Regions from separate parts of the Sus scrofa genome. Here region 1 is linked to region 2. Evidence: chromatin contacts called from public Hi-C data. All regions are on one chromosome and are shown on one strand. Each heading gives the region's core, a stretch centred on a gene start, on an enhancer-like site or on the middle of the called end of the contact. The rest is flanking DNA. Distances are from core to core; before and after follow the strand shown.

Region 1 (5,152 bases), core at 2,495-4,994, 750 kb after region 2:
TCAAACCGTGCTGTCTATACCAGGCCCTGTTGGAACATGGGTGTCATCTCACTGGGTGCCTAAAGGCACCCTAGGAAGCAGGTACGGCTGTCAACCTCTAGATAGAAACCAGGCCTTCCTGCTGCAGGAAAGCTGCACAGACAAGGCCTTATCCCTCGTGAATATTCTTTTAAGTCATTTTAAAGAAACATAGAAGAAAGAAAAATGTACATATACACACTATACATGAATATATGTATAGATATATACAATATATAAAATAACATGCTGGCTTTTTTTTTTTAACTTGGAGGAATACAAATTTCACTGAAAACAAAGCCTTCCAGAGTTCCCTGGTGGCTCAGCAGGTTAAGGATCCAGCATTTTCACTACTGCGGCTCCAGCAGGAACTTCTACATGCCCCAGGTGCAGCCAAAAGAAAAAGAAAAAAAGAGAAAAAAAGAAAGACTTCCAGGTCCCAGTGTCAGGTGTGCTGATATTTCTTCAGGATTATTAGGAATAATGTTTTCCTTTAAACCAAAAGTGGAAGGGAGTACAGAAAAAATATTTTTCCACTGTACTGTCAGAGATAAATGATTTCTGTGGATTTAGTTGTGTTTATTTATAAGGAAGGTCCTAACTTTCATAGATATGTACTTATTTACTAGTTGAGGCATAATCTTTTTCATCTGAAAATTTTCTGGAGTACTTAACCTCGCATCCTGAATGTCTTAAAGCAGCAGTCAAAAGAAACCCGCACAAATAACGCAAAATATTAACTGTATAATTGAAGAGCATATGGGTGTTCACGATAGAATTCTTTCCATTTCTCTGTGTACTTCAAGTTTTTCACAATAAGCTGTTCAAAGGCAGGGGAAGCCACCAGCAATGATGCTACCAAAACTTGACTCCCCATGGAGCTTTCAGAAGGTCACTAGAGTGTATGCATTTTTGAAAGTTTACCATTGATAGTTATGAAAAAGAAAAAAAATGTAAGAAAGACTTATTTTCAGAGTACTATTTAGAAAACAGACCCCCCCCCAAAAAAAGAACTTCTTATAAGTGTACTTACATAGCTACTAAAACTTTCAGTATATTATTATAATACTTTCCAATCCTTTTTGTGTGTATACCATTTGGTTTTCTACATTAATATTTTGCAATCTTTTAAAAAATGTATGTAGTTTGCTCACTGGCTGCATGGTATTCCATTGTATAAGTTATATAAAGGTACCATACTGCAGTTCCCAAATTTAATTACTCCAAAACACCTGGTAACATGTTGTAAAAATACACATTCTTGGGACCCACCTACTAAATGAGAATCTCCAAGGATGGTATGGAAGATGAATTTTTTGAAGCTTACCCTGTGATTACAATGCACTTAATTAACTATCTAATTAATTAGCACATGTCATTTGCTTAATCCACCATCTTCAAACATCAAGTAGTTGTCGAATTTCTGCTAAACAATAATCACAATACCAATACCTGTAGAGACAAGTATTTCTCTGCAAACATGGACAATTATTTCCTGAGGACAATAAAGCAGTTTGCTTTTTAAAAAGATTTAGCGATCAGGGAACTATGGAGTGACTACAGCTCTGGGAGTGCTCACCCCACAACCATGGAATTCTAAGGAAGACTGGCAGTCATCCAGGGCTGTCTTGGCTACTCCAGAAGAGGTCAATTGGGAGTTAAGAGTCCTAACAACTCTAGAAAAGCTCTTGATGACAAAGAGGTCTGGCTTCTCCCTTACCTCCATAATCACAAAGGTCCTGTTCAAAAGGGTTCCCTCGAGTAAGCACTGAAATTGGCTCTTGCTGTCTTGTGCTGCTATATTTTTTCTTTCTTTCTTTTTTTTTTTTTTTTTGTCTTTTCGCCTTTTCTAGGGCCACTCCGGCGGCACATGGAGGTTCCTAGGGGTCGAATCGGAGCTGTAGCTGCCAGCTTACGCCAGAGCCATAGCAACGCCAGATCCGAGCCACGTCTGCGACCTACACCACAGCTCACGGCAATGCCGGATCCTTAACCTGCTGAGCAAGGGCAGGGATCGAACCCACAACCTCATGGTTCCTAGTCGGATTAGTTAACCACTGCGCCACAATGGGAACTCCTTGTGCTGCTATTTTAAAATACCCATTCAGGAGTTCCCTTCATGGCTCAGCGGAAACAAATCTGACCTCCATGAGATGCAGGTTCAATCCCTGGCCTCGCTCAGTGGGTTAAGGATACGGTGTTGCCGTGAGCTGTGGTGTAGGTCACAGATGCGGTTCAGATCTGACATTGCTGTAGCTGTGGTGTAGGCCAGTGGCTACAGCTCCGATTCGACCCCTAGCCTCGGAACCTCCATATGCTGCGGGTGCGTCTCTAAAAAAACAAAAAGAATAAAAAATAAATTAAAAAAATAAAATATACATTTGGTAGTTTACATAGTATGGAACCCCAAGAGCAATTTCTCAAATTTAATCCCGTGGGCTCCTAAGTATTCTCAGACATCTGAAAATATGACATATTTTAGTTTTAATGCTCTGTTTCCATTTTGATAGTAATATACATAGAAGGTAAATGCTCAGTTCCAGGGCCTGTAGTCTTATGTTTAAGATCAAAATGACACAAGGTCACCACCCAAAGAAACTTAAATATTTCTCAAACTCAGGTGTGTGGACATACTCCCAGGATTCCCTGGGAAATTTTTTTTTTTTTCCTTTAAAAGGAGTTTATACTGTACTGAAAGTTGAGAACCACTGGCTTAGAATACATGGACCATATTGCTTTTATTTTTCATTATTTTTTTTCTTTTTGGCCATGCCAGTGGAATGCGTGGAATTTCCTGGGCCAGGGATCAAACTAGTGCCACAGCAGTATCCAGAGCCACAGCAGTGACAGTGGCCAAATCCTTAACCCACTGAGCCACCACAGAACCTCTCTGTATTGCTTTTCTCTCCAGAGCAGGGCCCTACCCAGGCCCAGCTCTCAGCAAAACTTAAGGTAGCTTCTAAGAGGCCTCCACCCAGGCCTTCTTGACACACTTCTTGAACCCAACCCCGGGGCAATGGGAATCAACTCCTTGCCTTCTAACTTTTTTTGTTCAACCTAAGGCCGGACCCGCGGCATAAGGAAGTTGTTCCAGGGCAAGGATTGAATCCCAGGCGCTCAGACCTGAGCCGTAGCCGTAGCAACAAAGGATCCTTTAACCCACTGCCCGGGGTGCCCGGGGGAATCTAACCGCTGGTCACTCTAGTCGGATTCTTAACCCATTGTCCAACGGCAGGAACTCCTCCTTGCCTTTCATCTTATTGACGGAAACTAATATGCCGAGCCTCTAGAAAACTCTGAGACCATCAAGTCCAACCCCACTAAGCAGAACGGGGAAAAGTGAGGCCCAGAGATGGGAAGTGCCTTAAGCGAGGTTGCACACCTAGCTAACAGCAGACAGAATAAGAACCTAAGCCTTCTATCCTTCAGTGCCTCAGATGGTCTGTAGAGAGCACTCACCAGGGACCGCAGAGACTCATTTCCTCCATCACCACCCCCCGCCCCGCCCCAACCCGTTTCCACCCACCCCGGGGGCCCAACCTCCCTCGAGTCCTCTCCAAGTCGACCCGCCTCTCTCTACTCCAGGCTTTCATAAGCATGTCACACCCCAACTCCAACCCTACTGCCTCTGGCCTTCCCTCGCCTAGAAAACACACGAACTGAAAAGAGCCCCACGGCGCTTTGTGCGGCGGAGTCCGCCCCAAGGCGCATGCGCCAACCTAGGTCGGCGCGCGTCGGTGACGTCACAGGGGCGCCAACCTCGAGTTTGGGGCAGCGACTCCAGCTAAAAGTAGGAGCGTGTTGGTATCAATGTAGCATACCGCGCGACTTCAGACACAGGAAACCTCTCCGCCACAAACTTTGGCGAGAGGCTTGGTAGTCGAGGCTGCTGAAGAAAGTAGAGGGAGGTAAAGAGGGAGCGACGCTGAAGGAGACGTCAGAAAAGCGCACCGGAAGCGGTCCGAGAATGAAGAGTAAGCCAGGTTGAGGGCCACGACTTTGGAGAGGGGTGGAGTGAGGTGTAAAGAGTCGGAGACTAGATGTGGGTGCTGGTGGAACTGTTGTGGGAATTATCCCTCCTTAACATAAATAAAACTAAGGCACGGGAGTCCCAGTGTGCCTGGCTCAGTCTCTGAGCTAGGGATTGATGGCAGAGCTGGAAGCAGGTTAATCTCGGGGGCGCTGCCAGTCGTGTGTGGTGCTAGAGGAGGGCCCAAGGCCCTGGCCGAACTTGGCCAGTACCTCCCTGGGTGGCCTGGTCAAGGCCCTGCTCCTCTCTGCAACCCTGTTTACCTTTGTGTAAGGTACTGATGAAGGTGCCTGCCCAGCCTGATGTTATGTGAGGGACTCTTCCCTAGTGTAAAGCTCAGGGAGCGTGCTGGGGAACGATATCACTAAACCAAAGCTTTGGGAGTTGAGCAGAGAAGAGGTGTGCCAAGGAGAGGAGCAAGCACCCAGGACAGTTATAGGCAGGGGAGTGACACCTTTAAAACTGGATTTTGAGGGCCACCTCTCTCACTTCCTATGTATGTGATCCAGTGTCTCAGCGTATCTGAACTTCAGTTTTCTTAGTATAGAATAGGAATAATAGCTCCTTTAAAGGATTGTTCAGAAAGTGTAATGAGATAAAATGTATGTAGCTTTAAATCAGGGGCATGGCAAGTAATGAGGGGTCACTAACTGTTAGATATCTATTGTTACAGAAAGGAAAAAAAAAAAAAAGACTTCCACGTCTAATGCTAGGAACCTATGACAAGCACAAAGTCATTCCGGGGGTTCCAGGCCCTGCAGATAGGTTTTAATCCCTATCTTCCATTGGAGGGAGAACCAGACTGTGTATATAAAACTTGTAACCCCTTTGGCTTGCTTGGTCCAATGTACCTGAGAAGCACAAAGAGAGCTGGGGCAGAATTTACAGAGTCTAGTATGAACCAGACTTTCTAATCTTTTGGCCCTTAAACCAGGTCTTTGTCTCATTTTTATTCCGTTCACACCCATATTCTGTCCTCAGTGTGTGGTTTTCTTCTTCAGACAAATTAAGAACCAGGAGGGAGTTCCCACCTTGGCTCAGTGGTTAACGAATCTGACTAGGAACCATGAGGTTTCAGGTTCCATCCCTGGCTTTGCTCAGTGG
Region 2 (4,765 bases), core at 1,797-4,296:
AACCCAACTGCAACAGCCCAATTCACTGCAGAGGCGCAGATTTGATCCCGGTTTGGCACAGTGTGTTAATGGAACCAGTGTTTCCGAAGCTGTGGTATAGGTCACAGATATGGCTCGGATTCATTCCCTGGCAGGGGAACTTCCATATGCCGTGGGTTCAGCCATAAAATGAAAAAAAAAAAAAATAGCCCTGATGAATGCTGAAAAATTGAGCAATTAGGAACACATGAATGGATGTATTAGAAATGACAGTAATAATTATTCTTTGAATTTGTACAACTTACATAACTTTGCATTTCACACCTATTATCTCATTAATCCTCATTTTTAATCATTTACAGTTGAGTCTGTGTGCTTCTGAGTTTTTAGTGAAGCTTTATAAACATGCTGGGCTATTTCCACAAGACTGTAGAGGCCTTTATGGAGATATCAGAAAGATTTATCCTAAATGATGCAGCAAAAAAATACACGAAAAAATGAACCTCTACTCCCCATCTCCCAAGCAAATACTAGGAATCCATCCTGCCTTCTCTAGGTTCCCACAGGCTTGGCCTGAATTTGCCTATTCCCAAGCCCTCCAACTCTGACGCTAGTTTTGTGCACATGATTCTCGCATCTTCCCAGCAAGATCTGGGGTCTTGTCACTCATATTTGAGCACCAGTGCTCACTGGTGCTCAATTCAGTTTTGAAAAACTGCTCAATATAATGGCTAATAAATAAGCGAATACTAACATGAGTATGTTACGCATACATCACAATATTTCTTGTGTTGGGAAGTAGTTTCTCCTTCTAGTTACAGAATCTACATATTTCCGGTTTGACTGTATTTTCCTGAGAACAGCAACCATGTGTCTTTTTTTCTTTCCTTTTGCCTCTTTCTGTATTTGATAAAGTAATTGACAGGTACTAGAATCTTAATAAATGTGTGTTGGGTTAATCAAGCTTTCTTCATGATTCAAACCACAACCATAAGAGAACAGCAGAAAGGGTTTGAGTACAGGTAGTTTATTTGGAGGGAATTAGACAGGGAAGAGAAGGAGCCAGTAAGCGGTGTTATCAAATCAGGGACCCCCACAGGCAACGGAGCTGAATCCCACGGGGGAGCACTGGGGACAGTGAGGACCACACTTGGAGTTACCCAACCCCTGTGGTGAGGGAGCTGAGGGATTCATACCAACACCTATTAGTCATCATTAGGGCTTCTCCTAATTGATTGTCAAACACTGAAACTGATAGGATTCTGGCAGCCAAGTAAAGTCTTCAGGCAAAAGAAGGGAAGTCTTAGCTGTTGGGAGTCAGACCACCATGAGCACTGTGGAGAGAAGGGTGAGCTCCGATGGCATCTGCTGTAGTTGCTCTTTAAAGATGGAGTCAAGTGATATACGAGGCCCAGACCTTGACCATGATCCTTGGATTCCGACTCTGGGTCAGGGTTCTCAGGATGTTTTGCCTCTTTCTTGGCTGCTCCAAAGAAATGAAGGACTTGTCATCATTCTTCGGATCCAGAGCTTCACAGCAGGAATGAAAAAGCCTGCCAGGGCTCTGTGATGGAAAGGGGAATAGTGGCTCAGGATCCAGGAGCCCTGGCTTGCATCTCAGCTCTGCCTCTAATCAGCTGTGGGACTCCTTCTCTGGGTCTCTACTGAGGACAGTCTGCATGGTGTGTAAGAACCCTCCCTCTTGCTCTGGTATGCTCTGCACACCGTATGGTTCCCATCTCTGGATGGCAGTATTTTTTCTTTCATTGATAGTTTTTGTAATTACATAGAAACATATATGTTTCTTGTGGCACTATTAGAAAAACGTAGATTAAAAAAATAACACATAATCTGGAGTTCCTGTTATGGCTCAGGTTGTTAAGAATCCAATATAATGTCTGTGAGGAAGCTGGTTTGATCCCTGGCCTCATTCAGTGGATTAAAGATCTGATGCTCGAATCTGGCATTGCTGTAGCTGTGGTGTAGGCCGGCAGCTGTAGCTCCACTTTGACCCCTAGCCTGGGAACTTCTGTATACCACAGGTGTGGTAGAAAAAGAAAAAAAATAACCATAATCTGATGGAACAGAGAAGGCAACCACTAACTTTTTGGCACACAGCCTTCACACACACACACACACACACACACACACACACACACTCAACATTAGTGAGTATGCTAAAATTGTTCAAAATCTATTCCAGGCTCTTCAGACATTAAAGTGAAAAGGCATACACATTTGCTGGCATTCCACTGAAGGTCACAGAAAATAAACACTGTATAAATAAGAATTTCAAATAATAACTGTAAAGAAAAAGGTGATATGATGAGAGAAATACAAATTCCAGTTATATAAGAGGCAGTATTCTGCTATTCTCCTTTAAAAAGAGGGTAAATTTTAGGATAATCTGAAAATAAGACAACTCACAAGGTTTAAATAGTCTTTGGCATGCAGGGCCCATTATAATAGTATTAATTTTTTTTTACTCTGATTTTCTCAAACTTTAAAATAGAGATCTACATGCTATTTACCAAAATATTTATGACTATAAAGATAAAGCAACTTAAAGGAACATTTAATGCCTTTAGGTCAGAAACCGTCCTAGATTAAAACAGCAGGAGTGTGTGAAATATGATCTACATACTTTAATTAAATGAGTGACCTTGATCTGTTGTTTCCAAAGTACCTCCTCCTTCCCCAGCATTAAGCTCTTAGTTGTACTTTTTTGTACAATTATTTGGCAGCTCTCTCTGCATGGAAGAGTCCATCCCTCCTTATTTGTGGTCTTGGCTCAAATATTAGCTTAATCAGAGAGGCTGTTCCTGACAAGTATATATGAAAGCGCCCCCAGTCATCTTCATTATTCTTAGTAGGCCTTACTTGTTTGTTTGCCTCTCTCCCCAAGCTGCAAACAGTGATTGCTGAGATTCAGGATAATAGATCATTCCCTGGCACATGGAAAACATTCAATAATGATTTTTATTGTTTTTGTTTGATGAAGAGTGTGTGTGTCGAATTAGGGGAAGGAGGTCACTTTAGGTTGAGGGAGGTTAAGAAAGGCCTCTGTGGAACGTCAGCATTTGAGCTAAAACCAGAATGACAGGAAAGATACACCCAAACAAAGATCTAGGTTAGGATTGGCAAACTTTTTCTGTACAGCACAATACAGTAAATGTTTTAGCCTTTGTGGGCTACATCTGATCTCTGCCGCATCATCTTCTAAAAAAGAGCAAAAACAAAAGCTCTCTAAAATTATAAAAATATTTTTAGCGCATGACTGTACAAAACAGGATATGGGTCACAGTTCATTGACCCTTCTCTGCAGGGGATGCATTCCAAGTAAGGGAGCAGCTAGTGCAAAGGACCTACAGTGGTATGTGCTTGGAGAATTTAACAGACAGACGGAGGGCCCGTGTGGCTGGAACATAGTGGCTGGGACCCAAAGAGAGAGGAGGAGGAGAGAAATCCAGTGAGGTAGGAGGGCCCAGACGAACGGGGCCTGCAGGCCATTGTAAGGTATTTCCATTTGATTCTAAATGCAATGGGAAGGCATTGGAGGATTTTAAGCAAGGAAATGAGATGATACACTTTATGTTTTACAAAAGCTCTCCAGCTTCTATATGGATAGAGGCACTTGGTGGGAAGAGGAAGGGTGATGCAGCCAGGTGAGGGTGAAGCAGAAGGCAGGCGAGAGATGAGGTAGCCATGGTGAAGAAGAGACATGTCAGGCTGGGGCACAGATGGCATGGGAGGAGTTGTTTTCCAACCTGCTTCTTTCATGTGGCACTTAATATCATTTACCTCCCTTCATAAATCTGCAGAATTTCACATTGTGCTATAATTTATTTCAGCCATATCTAAAAGGTGGGCATTGAGATTGTTTCCAATAATTTGATATTAGGAATAATCCTCTAGCAGTGCTCAATTTGCTCAAGCTATCAAAGAAATTGTAGTGTCTACAATTTTGGTAGTGAGTGCCTTTGTAGTATACACAAAGTTACACACATGAAACTTATATAATGTTATAAACCAATATTACAAAAAAAAAAAAAAACTAAAAAAAATTATTTGGAATGGTCTCCAGTGATGGCTGAAGGCTTCCATATTTTCTTCCTTTCAGAAGAAAAACAAAGTAAATAATGAGTCCTCCTTAGCATCCCTTCCCTGTCAGCACCCCTTCCCTCTTCACCCCCAGACCTTTGTGCCTTTTGCTACCCTTTGTTTTTCTTAGAACAATCCTTTTGATCTTGTCTCCTCCTAAATTCCTTTCTCCCCTGATCAACCTCATTTTGCTACCAGAGGGATCATTTTCTACCCCTTGCCAAATCTGGTGAAGTAGCAAACTAGAGAACCTGTGGATTAGGTAGACCTGAGTTTGACTATTGGCTCCTCTCTCTACCCCCTCAAGTGATGCTCCCAGTGACTGGCTTTCCTCTGTGATTGATCTACCCTGTGACTGTATCTCCTCTGTGACTGGATTTCCCCTGGGATATGACCTTCCTCACCCCACGTTGCCCTTTCCCACTTTGTAGTCCTTTCCAGTGACTGACCCTCTCCCTCACTAAACTTACCAGTCAGAACCTATGAAGACCTCAGAGATAGAGTCCTCATTCTGATCCAGGGAAGAAATTGTGAAGGTCAGTTCCACAGATGACACAGCAGAGAGCAGGCAGCAGGGAGGGAAACCCAGACTTGGGTTCCCCTTCCCTCCATGAAGCCACAGAGTGTTCTACCTCCCTGTAAAAAAATTCTAGGAAGCCAGGCCCTCCTCCAGAGGCAGCAACCT

The links. Hi-C and Micro-C count contacts between places; a contact is called where the count stands out from the background.
Region 1: a contact with region 2 is called in a Hi-C map of embryonic fibroblasts, with 3 times the contacts expected there. The contact joins the promoter of POP4 here to the enhancer-like site in region 2. A contact is called at or near these places in 1 of 5 promoter capture datasets (liver), 17 of 47 Hi-C or Micro-C datasets (blood, embryonic fibroblasts, fetal heart ventricle and 11 more) and 1 of 2 datasets of contacts at active chromatin or transcription factors (alveolar macrophages).

The regions. Positions count from the first base shown.
Region 1 is chr6:39,730,779-39,735,930 of Sscrofa11.1, forward strand. POP4 (ribonuclease P protein subunit p29) reads left to right here and starts at 3,745. Exons shown (of 7, transcript XM_003127004.4): 1 at 3,745-3,992. The coding sequence starts at 3,986.
Region 2 is chr6:38,981,190-38,985,954 of Sscrofa11.1, forward strand. No RefSeq gene overlaps it. Among named protein-coding and RNA genes, the nearest start is that of VSTM2B, 690 kb to the right of the region's middle. Within about 2 kb of position 3,047, at least 11 of the 83 cell types and tissues checked have an H3K27ac peak or open chromatin away from gene starts, as enhancers often do. A contact at or near this core is called in embryonic fibroblasts, fetal liver and liver, where this site is marked.